Regions from separate parts of the Capsicum annuum genome. Here region 2 is linked to region 1. A link is a contact called in public Hi-C data. All regions are on one chromosome and are shown on one strand. Each heading gives the region's core, a stretch centred on a gene start, on an enhancer-like site or on the middle of the called end of the contact. The rest is flanking DNA. Distances are from core to core; before and after follow the strand shown.

Region 1 (4,548 bases), core at 1,798-4,297:
TGAAGCTGGAATCACAGGAGGTATGTAAGAGGGATAGTTTCAAGTATCTCGGGTCCGTGATCCAGAGTAATGGTGAGATTGACGAGGATGTCTCGCACCGTATTGGGGCGGGATGGATGAAGTGGAAGCTCGCGTCGGGGGTGCTGTGTGATAAGAAGGTGCCGCCCAAGCTTAAAGGCAAATTCTACAGGGTGGTAGTCCGTCCGGCCATGTTGTATGGAGCGGAGTGTTGGCCAGTTAAGAACTCCCACATCCAAAAAATGAAGGGGTCAGAAATGCGGATGTTGCGCTGGATGTGTGGGCTGACTAGAGGGGATAGAGTTCGGAATGAGACTATCCGGGAGAAGGTTGGTGTGACTCCAGTGGAGTGCAAGATGCGGGAAGCCTGATTGAGATGGTTCGGACACGTGAAGAGGAGAGGCATGGATGCCCCGGTCCGTAGGTGTGAGAGGCTAGCGTTGGATGGTTTTAGGCGGGGTAGGGGTAGGCCGAAGAAGTACTGGGGTGAGGTGATTAGGCGGGACATGGAGCAGTTACAGCTCACCGAGGACATGACCCTAGATAGGAAAGGTCTGAAGGACGCGGATTAGGGCAGAGGACTAGGGCCAGTTCGGGTCGCTAGTGTAGGGAATTACTTGGTGAGGGTTTTATGCCTGTTATGATTCCGTGTTCCATGTTTTATTATGAATCTGTGTGCTTTTCTCTGTTTTATATTACTTATGGGTGTCGTATTTATGGTATGTAATCTTGTGCTGTGCTTTACTATGTGTTTGTGTGGTATCTCGTGCCTTGAACCGGGGGTCTATCGGAAACAGCCTTTCTACTTCTTTAGAGGTAGAGGTATGGACTGCGTACATCTTATCCCCCCAAACCCCACTAGGTGAGAATACACTTGGTTTGTTGTTGTTGACCTCATGGTGCTCAACCCAACTTCATTGAACCACTAGGCCACACCCTTAGGTGCAACTTCATTGAACCACTAGGCCACACCCTTGGGTGCAGAACCTAACAGTTTTTATGCAATAGACAATCCATTACAGCCATTTCTCCCCAAACCCCATCTGCTCAAGTATTCTAATCAAGAAGCCCCAATTGACATGGTCGAAAGCCTTTTCAGTGTCCAGTTTGCACATAATTGTTGAATCACCCTCTTTGATCCTAGTGTCCACACATTTGCTTACTATATATGCCGCATCAATGATTTTTCTTCCTTTAATGAAGGTCATTTGGTGTTTATTTACTGACTTGCTAATCACTTTCTTAAGCCTCGGTACTAGAAGCTTAGCAATGATCATGTAAATTCCTCCTTTCCAGCTTATAGGTCTGAAATCTCTCAATTCAACTGTTCCAACCTTCTTGGGAATTAATGCAACAAAGGTTACATTCAGACTCTTCTCAAACATATGATGATCATGGAAATGTCTCAAGCTGCTCATAATATCTTCCTTAAGTATTTCCCAAAAGTTCTGATAGTTTCGCATTAGAAAGCCATCACGACCTGGGGCCTTGTCACACAACTTAAGAGTCTCAAAAACCTCATCTTCTTAAAATTGTCTCTATAGCCACTCCTTTTCTTCCCCACTAAATATTTCTTTGGAATTTGTGCATATCATCCTTGACAGGGGCCATGCTAACCTCCACTATAGTGATTTTGAGTTTTAAACCTATTTGTGAGAAGATAGGTTTCTGCAAATAACCAAACTTAAGAAATTGTGATATGAGAGAGTAGAACTACAATATTTTGAAGCCATGTTCTTCAAACAGAGTTCAGATTATGTTCAACAAAAGAAGATTGCATACATGGTGACCAATACTTAACAAGCACTAAAACCTAAGACTGTTAACACAGAATTAAAAATTTTACAACTCAAAAAGTAGTCACTTGCTTTTAATTTTTATTTTATTTTTTATTTTTTGAGTTAGACATGAATAACTCATCAAATTCACACCACCTAAAGGGGTTGATGAATTGTGTTGAGAACAATGAGGTCTCAAACTTACAACTTGGTGGAGGCAAACAAAAAGTGATTTCTTCCCGTCCAAGCATTGGTGGGAGATAAAAGGTGCCCCATCAAATTACTAGAGGTGTGTCCGGACACCACGGTTATCAAAAACATTTATTGAATCACATTAATATGGTTTCAAACATGATTAACTGGAAATTTTACACCAACAAATATATGAACGAGAAATAACTTCTTAACAATATAGATTGTTTGTGCCACCATCATCATCATCCACATTGCCTCCAATAAAGAAAATGCAAAGTTGTTGTCAAGTTGCAATGCAACAACATATGGTATGTATCCTTCCCGACTCTATACACAAATAATACCAAGACAGGACCCTGAGAAAGATGTATCAACTGTATTACGAGGATTCATCAACAAGCCAGTGCAGCCCTCTTCCTTTATTTTTCCTTGGAACGAGCAATCTTTTAGGCAACACATTGAGTACATTAACAAGCAAGTAAACTCTTAATTTGTATTTCCAATATACACATTGCAGAGATATTGCCCTGCTAACAAAACATCACATTCTACAAGAAAATGATCCGAATACACAAACACACACAAGTGTTTGAATAAGGAAGATAAGTAGTTGAAACCTTACGGATTGTCAAACAAAAATGAAAAAGGTAGTCAAGTTTAAAAACTTATATGTATTGTATGGCTTAGATGGTAAATAAGGAAGGAGTGGTACCTGGAATAATATTGGATTTAAGACGAACATCGACATGGAAATAGGAAGCGCGACCAGAAGAAAGGGCATGGGAAAGGAGGGATTCAGAGGGTTCAAGTTGAAGAGTTGGGATAGAATCGGCAATTCTTACGATCCAATTGCCGACTCGAAGAAGCCTATCGACAAGAGATTTCCCGATGAATCCTCGTCCACCAAACACCACGCACGTTTCAATCGCCATTCTTCTTCCCGATTTCCCTTTTCAATGAAGGGATCGATCGAGGGTTTTATTCAAAGCCTCCCTTGTTGAAAAAGAGAAAATAATTCACGACTAGTTGTTGAACAAGTATTAACTCTATATGATATAGTATGGTAGTTATGATACCGTATACTACTTTATACTCCGTTTAAAAAATTAAAAAATGACCTACTTTATACTCCCTCCGCTTAAAAAATTAAAAAATGACCTACTTTTCTTTTTAATTCATTTAAAAAAAAATAATTTTTTTTTCTTTTCTGACAATACTTTAATTTTGACTTTTCACATGACATATTTAGGACCACAAGATTAAAGAGCATTTTGATATATTTGACACAACTTTAATTTAAGGCCACAAGATTCAAAAATCTTTTTTATTTTTTTAAATTTTGTGTCAAGTCAAATTAGGTCTTTTTTTTTAAACGGAGGGAGTATAACAATATAATGTATAGTTGTATCATTTACTATTATTTAATAATAGTTTTTTTGATGGTAAGATATTGTATGGTAACGGGTAACTTTACTAAAATATTTTTAATTATTATAAATTTTAAAATTATCAATAATTAATAATAAAATAATTTTCTTTTTACAAATTTATAACAAATCGTATCTTGTAAGTATATTACGTTGTTAAATTCATAAAACTTATAAATTCAGCAAATACATACTTCCCTAAAAGAATAATTTCAACTATGCGAACAAAACAACAAATGATTGTTGATAGATTTATGGCATAATACATAAATATGACCCTAAACTTGACATCAAATTATAACATTGGCCTTAAACTTTGACAGTGCACAAATAGGACCTTTAACTATTCAAAACCTGAAAAAATAAACACACCAATCCTATGTGGCAAAAAGCATGTGTACACGCAAATATGAGCGTGTCAGGCCTAAAATTTGAGCCCCCAACAGTAAAAAAAAATGGTAAAATGACTATTATGCCCTTACTAATTGCTTTTTATATATTTAAATGATTTTTTTCTATTATTTTTTCATTATTTTTAGCTCATTGATGAAAATGGCATCTAATTTCTTTTGTCATTGCGGAAAAAGAACAATATTGAAGATTTTTTAATTAGGCGGTCAGCCTCATACGGAAAAATTGCGTAGGTATCTATATATATTATAAACCAGAGGGTCTCTTATATATTATAAAGCAGAGGATGAATTTAAGTTATATAATATATCTAAATATAATTTATTTAAATATTAAATTAAAGATGAAACTATACTAATAATAATAAAAAATTATAGTTTTAATAAAATATTATAAAAATATTATTAAATTAACGTTATTAAAACGTTATTAAGGGCAACAGTAGTATATTAAATTAATGTTATTAAAACATTATTAATAAAATGTTATTAAGGGCAGTAGTAGTAGTATATTATTAAATTAACGTTATTGAATCAACGTTATTAAATTAACGTTATTAAGATGAAAATTTTATTAAAATACTGTAGAATATTAAATTAACATTATTGAATTAACTTTAATAAAATGTTATTAAGATGAAAATTTTATTAAAATATTGTTATTATTATTTGTAATAATAACTATATATTATTAATCGTAGTAGTAGTATATTGATAGAA
Region 2 (4,263 bases), core at 61-2,560, 820 kb after region 1:
TTTTTGAGAAAATAATGATATATGAGGATTTGACCTATTCGTCTTTAAAATACAAATAACCCAAGATCTCTGACTAAAAATGAAGTAGTAGTTATCACTCCATAACAATCTTTACATGAAAATTATAATTAGTTGAAAAATAAAACATACATCACGTTATAAAAACTTAATTGATACATATTTTGCAATCTGCAAAATCTAGTGTAAAAGCAAAGTTCTATGCAAAATATAATTACAGAGTGGAAAAAAACTTACGTAACCTCTGGTTGCTACAAAAATTTGAATGTTCGATTACTGACACAGTCAGCTGATAAACAACTCTTGTTTCATGGCATAGTCCCCTGTTGAACGATTCTTGTTCCATTATTAGATGAAAATCTGAAAATTGAATAAAGTTATTAAGATAAAATTGAAGAGTAATATTTAAAAACAACGGTGAAATAAAAAATAAATCAACAAAAGTAAGTAATAGTGTTCAAGAAGAATCTGAAATCATAAAACTTTTTATAAAAATAAAGACTCATCAACCAAAAAAGAGACTAACTGATATTTTGATAAATTTTCTATATATTCATATAATTTAATAATTCTTATTACATTAAACTTCATTCAGTCGATCTTTTTATTTTTGTGAAAAATATTCAATCGATTTTTGTAGAAAAAGTCACTTACCCAACAAAAAGCAAACTTAATATATTTACTTTTTGTTTTTGAAAAAGTTTAGACACCCAACGAAAAATCTACCCCTAAATTTTAGTATATTTGAAGATTTCCGTACTTTAGCAAGTCCAGTCTAGTTGAAACTCTATTTAATTTTTAATATATTTATTATAGTCTATATTTTAATATCACTAAAATAATAGGTACGCCATTTAATTTTTAATACATTTATTATAATATATATTTGATATTACTAAAATAATAAAAAACAGTAAAATTAGAGATTAAATATAGAGATTAGAGATAGAAGTTAAAGATTAGAGATAAAAATTACTTCCTCCGTTTGAAAAAGAATAACTTAGTTTGACTTGATACGGAGTTTAAGAAAGTAAAGAAAATTTTGAATCTTGTGATCCTAAATTAAAGTTATGTTAAATGTATCAAAGTGCTCTTTAATCTTGTGGTTTTAAACATGTCATATGAAAAATTGAATTAAAAGTATGGCCAAAAATAGAAAATATTATTTTTTTTAAACGGATTAAAGAGGAAAATATGTCACTATTTTTGAAAGGAAGAAAGTAGAAATTAGAGATTAAAAATTAAAAATTAGAGATTAAAAATATCAATAGAGATAAAAATTAGAAATTAAGTGGCAATAAAATTACTAGACCAGCACTTTAACAGAAAGTAAAGATGGAACACTTTAGGAGAAACTAGTTTTAATTTTCTGGACGGGCTCCTAAGAGAGGCCCAAAATCTTAATGAGAGCAGCGTTTGTTCTCTGACAAGAGTGACAATAGCCACACCACTCTGTCTCAGCCGTAAACTTGGTGATCTCTTTCTCCGCCGAATTCCTCCACCATCTTCTTACTTTCTCCCCTAAAGTCAAAAACAAGCTCTGGTAATGTTCCTCTTTTACTCTCTTTATCTTTACATTCCTTTTTGCTCTTTTTTTTTTTTTTTTTTCACTCGTGATAGATAAACCCTAACCGTCTTCTTCTTCTTTTTTTTTTTTTTTTTTATAAATTGCGAATTTGGAATCAGCTCCATTAATCATCCAGAGTGCTGAGTATATCTTTAACCCGTTAGGTGCAATTATTTTATGCAATTCTCTAAACATTTACCTTTAAAATAAAGAGGAAAATGATTTTTTAAAGTAAAAGAATAACAGATTGAATCCTAAAATGGTGTGTTCATCCCATGTTGGGTTGTGTTGTAAAACTGATAAATTTTGCTCCATCCGTCCCACTTTATGTGAGCTTATTTTATTTGCCACGTGGTTTAAGAAGTTTCTGTGGCAGTAATTCTTATTAGGGGATTATGAAAAGCTTAGAGTTTAATCCTATCTGCCATTTTGGGACAAACTAAAAGGGAAAGAACATCACATAATTTGGGATAGAGAGTATTTCATTTGCCGAATCTTGTTACATAAGACAAATCAATTATTGTCTTGCAAGTTAAGTGTTCGAGCTGAATTAAATTTGATTAACAGTATCTTCAAATCAGCCATCCAATTGAGGTTAATGTATCTGATGTTGTCATAATTAACACCTATAATGACCAACAATTTTGTTGGCAGCCAACATCATTAAGTGTTAATAGTAGAGCCTGAATTAACTGTTATTGGAAATAAAATTTGGATTATTCATTTAGGATTTGGAAGTTTTTAAAAATCCTTTTTAAAATAAATGTAATGGATTTGGAAGTTTATAGTTATTTTTCCTCGCTTTACTTTATAGTGTTTATCTTATTTTTTCTCGCATGACATTATCTTAATTTTTTTCCTAATTGTGCCTCTTTTACTAAAGGTCGAACTTCTCTTGCATGTGAATTTAAAGCCGCAGAAAAACTTGGGCACTATTTTACTCTTTTCTCCTTTGACAACATTTCTCAATCATCTCATCTTCTTCAAATGTAAACTGTTTTTGCACATTTCTCTCTTTGAAAACCCTGTGAATGTGTAAGATTATCATAATAGGGTGCAATTGATTATTATGTGCTGAATTTGAACTGTTTCGGGTCCGGAAAATGTGGTTTGAAATATAATATAAAAAATATCTTTTGACACATCTCAAATGCAAAGCCGTGAAAGAGATCATACAAAATGTTCGTGTGATGTTCCAATTTGTTTTTGGCAAGCCGAAAGTTAGTATTGATTTCAATCTTTTGAACAAAAATTATTTATCTTCTGAAAAGAAATTTCGTTGTTACAAACTGTGGGCATTTTTAACAATAAAGATTCACATCTGCAGTTAAGGAATCTGCTTGTGGGATATGCCGTATCTGGTTCGTGAGCATCTATTCATTGGCAATATAGGCGATGCAGCGGAGGTTCTTCAGCATGGAAGTGATGAATTTACACATATCTTGTCCATCCTTAGCTCCGCTTCAATCTCCTTTTTCTCAGAATGGCGTTCTGGCCTTTCAATTCCAACCAAAGAGATCCGGAAGGAATATGTTGGGTGTTTGGGAAATGCAGATGCTATAACTGATGAGACTAAGATCTCATCAACACCTAAGAAACTCCTCTACTCGCTAGAGTATGCAGGGAAAGATTTGAAGTTTATAAGGAGGGCTGTGCCGTTGAGAGACATGGAGAACGAAAATTTGCTGGATTCTTTGGGTGTTTGTTTGGATTTTATCGAAGAAAGTAGAAAAGAGGGGTCTGTATTGGTGCATTGCTTTGCTGGTGTATCAAGAAGGTATTGCTTCTACATGGATTGTAAGCTCATTCATTTTTGGGGGTCGGTTATGTACCAACTTCTCGATGCAGTAAATTAGACGGGACATTCTACTAAGTCCTGATGGACCTCCACCCAGTAGAATGGCCGGGTTTCAAGAATAGGGTCAAATTTTGACTTGACAAAAGTTAAATCAGTGATATAAAATAATGGATATCTATTTACGAGTGAGGAAGCTTATAGTACATATAGGAAAATGGAGATAATCTTGCAAAGTATGTTTGGTGATTGTGTGTGTTTGCCTTGGCATGCAGTTTAAAAAAGAAAGTAATGCTTTTGAAACTTGTGGTGTAAAACAAGCCATTGAGGTTTGTATGGCTAGAAATCATCTAATATAGGATAAGATGAGAGGTTTAAAGTTAAATTATTTCTAAATAAGGAAAGATGTTATTCTTTTTGTAGTAGGCTAAAAAGGAATGTATGCCACAAAAGTTAAGACGAAGAGAGTATTGTTTTTTAAGAAGTTGCAGCTCCTTTCCTATCCACATGAAAAAACAATAGATTCAGTTTTTCTCCAACCTAAATCTGGATTAATCAGCTTAATTTAGATGTGTACTAATTCTTGATGCTCTCAAGTCTCAGTTCATACTCTTTTTCTTTTTCACTTGCTGATATAATGAATAATCTTCACTTTGACTTACTAGCACCAATATGCCATCTCTTTTTGGACCCTATTCCCCTATCAGGATTCCTCTTTAGTTGGATGTACTAAAGAACAGTTTTAAGTTGCTTTAGCTGATTTGTGAAGACCATTTACCAGTTGAAAAAGTGCAATACCTCGTGAAATGAAGATGGGTTGAATAATGAAAAGAAAAAAGATGTGTTGGATGTGGACATCTACCTTTTACTGCATTGAACAGTT

Evidence for each region. Hi-C and Micro-C count contacts between places; a contact is called where the count stands out from the background.
Region 2: a contact with region 1 is called in a Hi-C map of leaf, with 2.3 times the contacts expected there. The contact joins the promoter of LOC107863752 here to the promoter of LOC107863753 in region 1. A contact is called at or near these places in 2 of 5 Hi-C or Micro-C datasets (leaf and placenta).

Annotation. Positions count from the first base shown.
Region 1 is chr3:79,879,585-79,884,132 of UCD10Xv1.1, forward strand. It overlaps LOC107863753 (3beta-hydroxysteroid-dehydrogenase/decarboxylase), which reads right to left and starts at 3,048. Exons shown (of 12, transcript XM_016709875.2): 1 at 2,704-3,048. The coding sequence starts at 2,923.
Region 2 is chr3:80,706,267-80,710,529 of UCD10Xv1.1, forward strand. LOC107863752 (dual specificity protein phosphatase 12) reads left to right here and starts at 1,311. Exons shown (of 7, transcript XM_016709874.2): 1 at 1,311-1,561; 2 at 2,913-3,362. The coding sequence starts at 2,935.